Regions from separate parts of the Ovis aries genome. Here region 1 is linked to region 2. Evidence: chromatin contacts called from public Hi-C data. All regions are on one chromosome and are shown on one strand. The core of a region is the stretch at or near the end of the contact, and the rest is flanking DNA. Distances in the headings are between cores, read along the strand shown. Region 1 has its middle 61 kb from the start of TMEM17. Region 2 overlaps EHBP1 (EH domain binding protein 1).

Region 1 (4,267 bases), core at 1,458-3,957, 320 kb before region 2:
ACTGGTAATTCATGTTTAACTTTTTAAAGAAACTGGCAAACTGTTTCCCAAAGTGGTCACGCCATTTTGCAATCCCATCAGTAAAATACGAGGATTCCCAGTTTTTCCATATTCTTGCCAAAGCTTATTACTGTCTCTGTTATCACAGCTCTCCAAGGAGCTGTGCCATGGTATCTTACCATGGTTTTAATAATCCCTGGCCTCTCTAATGCAAGTGATCTTGAGCATCTTCCATATGCTTGCCTGCTAAGTCACTTCAGTCATGTCTGACTCTTTGCAACCCCATGGACTGTAGCCCACCAGGCTCCTCTATCCGTGGGATTCTCCAGGCAAGGATACTGGAGTGGGTTGCCATTTCCTTCTCCAGGGGATCTTCCCAACCCAGAGATTGAACCTGCGTCTCCTGTGGCTTCTGCGTTGCTGGCGGATTCTTGACTGCTGAGCCACTGGGGAAGCCCATGTGCTTTTGGGTTAGTTATATATTTCACCACAGGAGATATGTGACTTTTTGATTGCTGTTTTTTAAAATCTCAAGAAAAGAAGATTATAAACTTCCCTAGAGGTAGATGTAGAGGTCTGTCCTATTCATGTATTCGTTTCTGATGGCTGCTGTAACCAATTACCACAGACTTGGTGGCTTAAAAACAGCATGTGTTCATGCTTTTACAGACCTGAAATCTGACATCAGTTTTGCAGACCCAACATCTGACATCAGTTTTGTGGGGCCAAATCTGGGTATCAGTAGAGCCTCCATGGAAGAATCCATTTTCTTGTCTTTTCCCATTTTTCAGTTCAGTTCAGTCGCTCAGTCATGTCCGACTCTTTGCGACCCCATGAATCACAGCACGCCAGGCCTCCCTGTCCATCACCATCTCCCGGAGTTCACTCAGACTCATGTCCATCAAGTCTGTGATGCCATCCAGCCATCTCATCCTGGGTTGTTTCCTTCTCCTCCTGCCCCCAATCTCTCCCAGCATCAGAGTCTTTTCCAATGAGTCAACTCTTCGCATGAGGTGGCCAAAGTACTGGGGCTTCAGCTTCAGCATCATTCCTTCCAAAGAAATCCCAGGGTTGATCTCCTTTGGAATGGACTGGTTGGATCTCCTTGCAGTCCAAGGGACTCTCAAGAGTCTTCTCCAACACCACAGTTCAAAAGCATCAATTCTTTGGCACTCAGCCTTCTTCATAGTCCAACTCTTACATCCATACATGACCACTGGAAAAACCATACCCTTGACTAGATAGACCTTAGTCGGCAAAGTATTGTCTCTGCTTTTGAATATACTACCTAGGTTGGTCATAACTTTTCTTCCAAGGAGTAAGCGTCTTTTAATTTCATGGCTGCAGTCACCATCTGCAGTGATTTTGGAGCCCCCCAAAATAAAGTCTGACACTGTTTCCACTGTTTCCCCATCTATTTCCCATGAAGTGATGGGACCGGATGCCATGATCTTCGTTTTCTGAATGTTGAGCTTTAAGTCAACTTTTTCGCTCTCCTCTTTCACTTTCATCAAGAGGCTTTTTAGCTCCTCTTCACTTTCTGCCATAAGGGTGGTGTCATCTGCATATCTGAGGTTATTGATATTTCTCCCAGCAATCTTGATTCCAGCTTGTGTTTCTTCCAGTCCAGCGTTTCTCATGATGTACTCTGCATAGAAGTTAAATAAGCAGGGTGACAATATACAGCCTTGTCGTCCTCCTTTTCCGATTTGGAACCAGTCTGTTGTTCCATGTCCAGTTCTAACTGTTGCTTCCTGAACTGCATACAGATTTCTCAAGAGGCAGGTTAGGTGGTCTGGTATTTCCATCTCTTTCAGAATTTTCCACAGTTTCTTGTGATCCACACAGTCAAAGGCTTTGGCATAGTCAAGAAAGCAGAAAAGCTGCATTTTTTGCTTTCTTTAGCCCATGACTCCATCTTCAAAATGAGCTGAGTAGCATCTTAAATCTCTTTCTCCGCTTCCTTTGTAATGTGGTTTTTTTTAATCTCCTGTACTAAAAGCTCCCTCTCCCCCCCTCTTATGAGGATGCTTGTGATAACATTTAAGACCTACCTGAGGAATCCAGGATAATCTCCCCATCGCAATTCCCTTAACTTAACCACACCTGCTACGTCCCTTCTGCCTTATAAGGGAATATCCACAGGTTCCCGGAATTAGGACCGTGATATGGTTGGGAACCATTACGCAGCCCACCAGTCACTAACCATCCAGCTTGGCCTCACTAGCTCCGAACTTGGAGTTGGCTGGTCCGGAGGAAGACCCTGATGAGGGAAGCGTTTTGGAGGCACAGGTAGGCCCTGGAGGGATTCTAGCGCCGTTTATACTGCAATTCTCTCACTTTGGTGCTGCTGCTAAGTCACTTCAGTCGTGTCCGACTCTGTGCGACCCCATAGACGGCAGCCCACCACTTTCCCCACTTGCTTATCGCCTCCTAAGACATGAGGAGCTGAGGGCATTTGAGAGCTGGGGGAGGCTGCCAACCCTGTTACCGCGTAGTGTGTATGGGGGTGGAGTGGGGAGTGGGCAGGACTGGAACTCAGGGCTTCGGATACTCACGTCCTCCCGGTCCCTGCCTTTCCCCCACCACCCCCTCCAGGCCCTCTTCCCCCTGGCGGGATGACCCACTGTCACAGTCTCGGCAGCAGGCACGCTGCGTTCCCGCGCGCGGCCAGCAGGGGTCAGCATCCTCCGCGCAAAGGGCTGCCTGCGCTCCGTGGGCCTCCTCCCGGCCTTTCTTCCAGCCCCCGTCAGTTTTGTTCGTGTTGCTGCGTCACGGTCTTAGGTGCCCGGCCTTTTGCGTCGTTTTTAGTTCTCACCTGAACGCGCCTTTCCCCGGTCCGCTTGACATCTCACCCTAGACTAGGCAGATAGCCGCCTCTTGGCGTAGCAGCCGGCGAGTGGGCTGATGGAGGGCTGAAGCGAGGGGGCTTGCTCCTCCGCCGGGCCTGGAGGAAGAACGGCCGTGTCCCCAAGGCCAGCGGAAGGAGTGTGTGCCTGGGTGTGGTCGTGCCGGGAGGAGTGAAGGGCGCAAGGGTGGGAGGCTGCAGTTTCTTTGCGCCCTGAAATGTCCAAGGGAGGACTTCCTGGTAGCAGTGAACTACAGACGGTTTTAACTGATGTAGGATGGTTCAACTTACAATTTTTTGACTTTATGATGGTGTGGTAGTGATATGCATTCAGTAGAAACTGGATCTTGAAGTTTGAATTTGGACCTTTCTCCCGGGGCCGGGGATGTGTAGATATGGGGCAGGGTCCTCTGCACAGCCCCATCACGAGGGTGAACAACTCATAACCCGTCTGGATCTGGATACCATTTGTTTTTCACCTTTGATACCATATTCAATAAATTACATGAGATGATTCATACTTTGTTATAAAATAAACTTTGTAGTAGACGATTTTGCCCAACTGTAAGTGTAAAGCAAGACTAAGCTGTAATGTTGGGTAAGTTAGGTATATTAAATTCATTTTCCACTTAGGATATTTTCAATAGGTTTATCAGGACCTAACCCCATCATTAGTGCAGGAAGATCTGTATTAGATTTGTAATGAACTGGTCACTAAGCTCATGAGAGCTTCCCAACCAGACTCTTGACCAAAATTAATCTGCTTAGGAAGTCGCCATGGTTCCAAGTGGGTGAGTGCCCATCTCCAGAAAGTGGGGGTGGGGATGGGCTACCCAGTAGGAATTTTTTTAGCCCTGGAGCAGAGTAGTGGGCAGCAACAAGCTTTTGTTATGGGCTGTGAGCCAAGCCTGTGATTAAGGCCTTCATCCAACTGGCTGCTCTCCCTCTTGTTTGTGGCCTGATCTGAAGTTTTGCCCTGCCTGCTCACGCCCTCCAGCAGCCTCTGGTCCCACCACTGCTTTGCCACAGAACCCAGATATGGCTGTTCTGCTGCAAAGGAGCTAAGACCTTAATTTCTTGGACCAGCATCTCCTGCATGGCTTATTCCTCTCACCTTCAAGAGGACAGAGTGATGACCCAGGTGGTGAACACATGGATTTTAATACTAAAGAACAGAAGATGTTTTGAGTAGAAAATCCAAGATAGTTGGGCTTTCTGGAGAGGCTCTTGCAAAGAGCTGGTCAGCTAGCTAGTGTCTGCAGCAAATCCAGGCCAGGACAGTGCTTAAGGGTTCCTGGATACTTGTGAGCATGACAGAACACCTTCAGAACACCCAGAAACACCTTCAGACACTGTCAATATGGAATCCTGTAGACAGTTCAAGGAAAAACTAAATTCTGGTTTAGAAGTAAATTCACT
Region 2 (3,930 bases), core at 1,049-3,548:
CTGAGAAACCTGTATGCAGGTCAAGAAGCAACAGTTAGAACCAGATTCAAAACAATGGACTGGTTCCAGTTTGGGAAGGAAGTACATCAAGGCTGTATATTGTCACCCTGCTTATTTAACTTACATGCAGATTACATCATGCAAAATGCCGGGCTGAAATCAGGATTGCGGGGCTGGAATCAAGCCGAAATCAAGATTGCTGGGAGAAATATCAATAACCTCAGATATGCAGATGACACCACCCTTAAGGCAGAAAGCAGAGAGGAATTAAAAAGCCTCTTGATGAAGGTGAAAGAGGAGAGTGAAAAGGTGGCTTAAAACTGAACATTCAAAAAGTGAAGATCACGGCATCTGGTTCCATCACTTCATGGCAGATAGATGCGGAAACAATGGAAACAGTAACAGACTTAATTTTCTTGGGCTCCAAAATCACTGTAGATGGTGACTGCAGCCATGAAATTAAAAAACGCTTGCTGCTTGGAAGAAAAGCAATGACAAAACTAGACAGCATTTAAAAAGCAAGGACATTACTTTGCCAACAAAGGTCCATCTAGTCAAAGCTATGGATTTCCAGTAGTCATGTATGGATGTGAGAGCTGGATAATAAAAACGACCAAGCACCGAAGAATGGATGCCTTTGAATTGTGGTGCTGGAGAAGACTCTTGAGAGTGCCTTGGACTGCAAGGAGATCAAACCAGTCAATCCTATAGGAAATCAATCCTGAATATTCATTGGAAGGACTGAAGCTGAAGCTGAAACTCCAGTATTTTGGCCACCTGATGCAAAGAGCTGACTCATCTGAAAAGACCCTGATGCTGGGAAAGATTGAAGGTGGGAGGAGAAGGGGATGACAGAGGATGAGATGGTTGGATGGTATCACCGACTTGATGGACATGAGTTTGAGTAAACTCTGGGAGATGGTGAAGGTCAGGGAGGCCTGGAGTGCTGTAGTCCATGGGGTCGCAAAGAGTTGGACACGACTGAGACACTGAACAATAGCAACAAGGAGAACCTACTCTGTAATGCAGGGATCTCTACTCAGTGCTCTGTGGTGACCTAATTGGGAAGGAAATCCAAAAAGAGTGTATATATGTATATGTATAGCTGATTCACTTTGCTGTACAGCAGAAACTATCAACATTGTAAAGCAACTATACTCTAATAAAAATTAATTAAAATAAGTGATTGAAAATACACTAATGATACATTACAACTGTTGATTATATGAGAAGATGGATGATCAACAAAGTTATACTCTTAAGACGAGGCCATGAAAACTGGTGAATGAAACACATTACTGCTGCTGCTGCTGCTGCTAAGTCGCTTCAGTCGTGTCCAACTCTGTGCGACCCCATAGACGGCAGCCCACCAGGCTCCCCTGTCCCTGAGATTCTCCAGGCAAGAACACTGGAGTGGGTTGCCATTTCCTTCTCCAATGCATGAAAAGTGAAAAGTGAAAGGGAAGTTGCTCAGTCGTGTCCAACTCTTCGCGACCCCATGGACTGCAGCCTACCAGGCTCCTCTGTCCATGAGATTTTGCAGGCAAGAGTACTGGAGTGGGGTGCCATTGCCTTCTCCATATTAATATGTATTAAACAAAGTGAAATGTTTGTGTATCAGTATTCATAACTTTTCCCTTTAATTGACCAATTCTCTGTGACATTCAGATCATTTAAGAGATATTCTACTATAAATATATACTAAGTCATTCTCATGGGATCTCTGTATACTCATCTATATGATTAAAAAATTGTTCTTAGAAATTTTCTTTTAAATCTAAATTCATGGTAAGTAGACATTACATTTTTCAGGCAATAGCAGTTCACTTTATTTGACGTCATCTTACAATATATCTCAAGCTTTCAAATAAATGAACCAGAATTCATTCATTCATTCAGTAGCCGTTAATTCACTGAGTATGTATTTTGTGCTGGATAGTGTTCTAGGTGCTGGAAATAGAGTAGTATATAAAGCAAAAAAAAATCTCTTGCTCATGGAGTTTGTGTTAATGTGTGTGTGAGAGAGAGAGAATGAAAACTGTGTAAAATATATACTGTGTTAGTATAAATATGTAATGTATGTTAAATATATGTTAATATATGTAGTATGTTAAATAAGTGCTAAAAAGAAAAAGCAAGGAAGAATAGAGATTCCACTTGTACTTGTTAAGTTAGTTTAAAAGGTATTTTTATAAGAGTTTATTAAATCAATATATTAAGGTTTGAGAAAGTTGAAAAATAACCTTGTGGCGCCATATAAACCTTTTCCTAGATTATAGCTCCCCTCAGTGGTGGATGAGGAAATTGACTCTGCTCTAAGAGAAACAGTTGTGTTCATGTAGCAGGGACCTGTTACAATATTGTGCTCTGCTTTATGTTTTAAATATGTTTCCATTATCACATACAGAAGACCTAGTGAATTTCAAAGGACTAACAGTTTGTCTTTTTCTCTTTTAAAGTTTGGATTTTTTCATGGTAAATTGTTGCAAGACTGAGAAGGCATGCTCCAAAGAGCATTCAGAAATGAAATTTTAATCTTTATTTTCTTTGCACTTTGTGTTATAACCCCACAATCAATAAAATATAAAGTTTTTGCTTAGTATAAAATATCCCAGTAAAACATAAAAGTCGCCAAAATATATTACCTTAACACATTTATTAGATCCTTACTGTATATCAGGTACTGTGTGAAATGCTATATGCACATTATCTCATTTACTCACTGTGGTAACCCTCTGAGTCAGATACTAATAACCTTATTTTACAGATAAAGAAAGTGAGTCTTAGAGAGGTTAAGTAATTTGCTTAAGGTTATATATCTAAGAAGCCAGGATTTTATCCAGTCTTGTCTTTCTCTGTGGCCTTTGTCCTAACTCCTTTGCAATAATGATTTCCCATAGTGGCAAAATGAAAATAAATAATTTGAAGTTGTAGAATCAAGAGAAGTTTTAAATCTACTTTCTTTAGTGATAAACTTGTAAAATATATATGTATTAGATTAGTAAATGTAGTCTTTAATTATTGTACATATTCAGTCTAAAAGTTATTGAGATTAATTACTTGACTGCTGTTAGATATTACAAAGTGAAAGTCCAGAATTGACCAGTCACCAGAATTCTGCATGTTTTTTCTCAAGGCAGCCTTCCTGCCTCTTTGTGTTGAGTTGAGATAATGCTGCCTTCATTTTATTTTTTCTTTTGTTTCTGGGCACAGAGAAGATTTCCCAGTTGTTTGCCAAGCTTTCTCTTTTGGACCAAAAAGCTACTTATACATAAGTCAAAACTTCAGAGGTGATTTTACCACTGCTAGCTTTGTGACCTTGAACAAGGTATTTAATCTTTTATAGCTTCAGTGTACTCAGGTATAAATGATAGTGTTAATATCTACTCTATAGGTTATTGAAGATTAGCAATAATGTATGTAAAGCAGTGAGCTCAGTAAAGAGGAGCTGTTTTCATAATGTTAATTTAGAGGACATAGAAAAATATAAAGGAAAGGAAGATAGGTTTCTAAATTTATTATTGTAGGATTTTATGTTTTCTACTCCTTTAGACCACGTATACTTCTTAGTAGTATCTAGACTTCACCATTATCTCAAAGGAATGACAAGGCAATTTATAAACTTCTCATTTGGATTAAACTTTAAAATATTTTCGTCTTTCTAAAGTTTTCAGATTTTGACTTCCAGCATCTTTCCCTTATAAATTTAATCCAAGGTTAAGAACCAGTTTGTTTTCTGCTACTTAACAAGTGCTGTGTTGTGCTTAGTCACTCAGTCATGTCCGACTCTTTTTGACCCCATGGACTGTAGCCCGCCAGGCTCCTCTGTCCGTGGGGATTCTCCAAGCAGGAATACTGAAGTGGGTTGCCATGCCCTCCTCCAGAGGATGTTCCCAACCCAGGGATCGAACTCAGGTCTCCTGCATTGCA

The links. A called contact is a pair of places that touch in the nucleus more often than the background predicts.
Region 1: a contact with region 2 is called in a Hi-C map of liver, with 7 times the contacts expected there. The contact joins two enhancer-like sites. A contact is called at or near these places in 14 of 16 Hi-C or Micro-C datasets (blood, hypothalamus, liver and 7 more).

The regions. Positions count from the first base shown.
Region 1 is chr3:45,792,536-45,796,802 of ARS-UI_Ramb_v3.0, reverse strand. No RefSeq gene overlaps it. Among named protein-coding and RNA genes, the nearest start is that of TMEM17, 61 kb to the right of the region's middle. Within about 2 kb of position 2,707, at least 14 of the 54 cell types and tissues checked have an H3K27ac peak or open chromatin away from gene starts, as enhancers often do. A contact at or near this core is called in liver, where this site is marked.
Region 2 is chr3:45,476,134-45,480,063 of ARS-UI_Ramb_v3.0, reverse strand. The region is part of intron 5 of EHBP1 (EH domain binding protein 1); the gene reads left to right. Among named protein-coding and RNA genes, the nearest start is that of EHBP1, 87 kb to the left of the region's middle. Within about 2 kb of position 2,298, at least 2 of the 54 cell types and tissues checked have an H3K27ac peak or open chromatin away from gene starts, as enhancers often do. A contact at or near this core is called in liver, where this site is marked.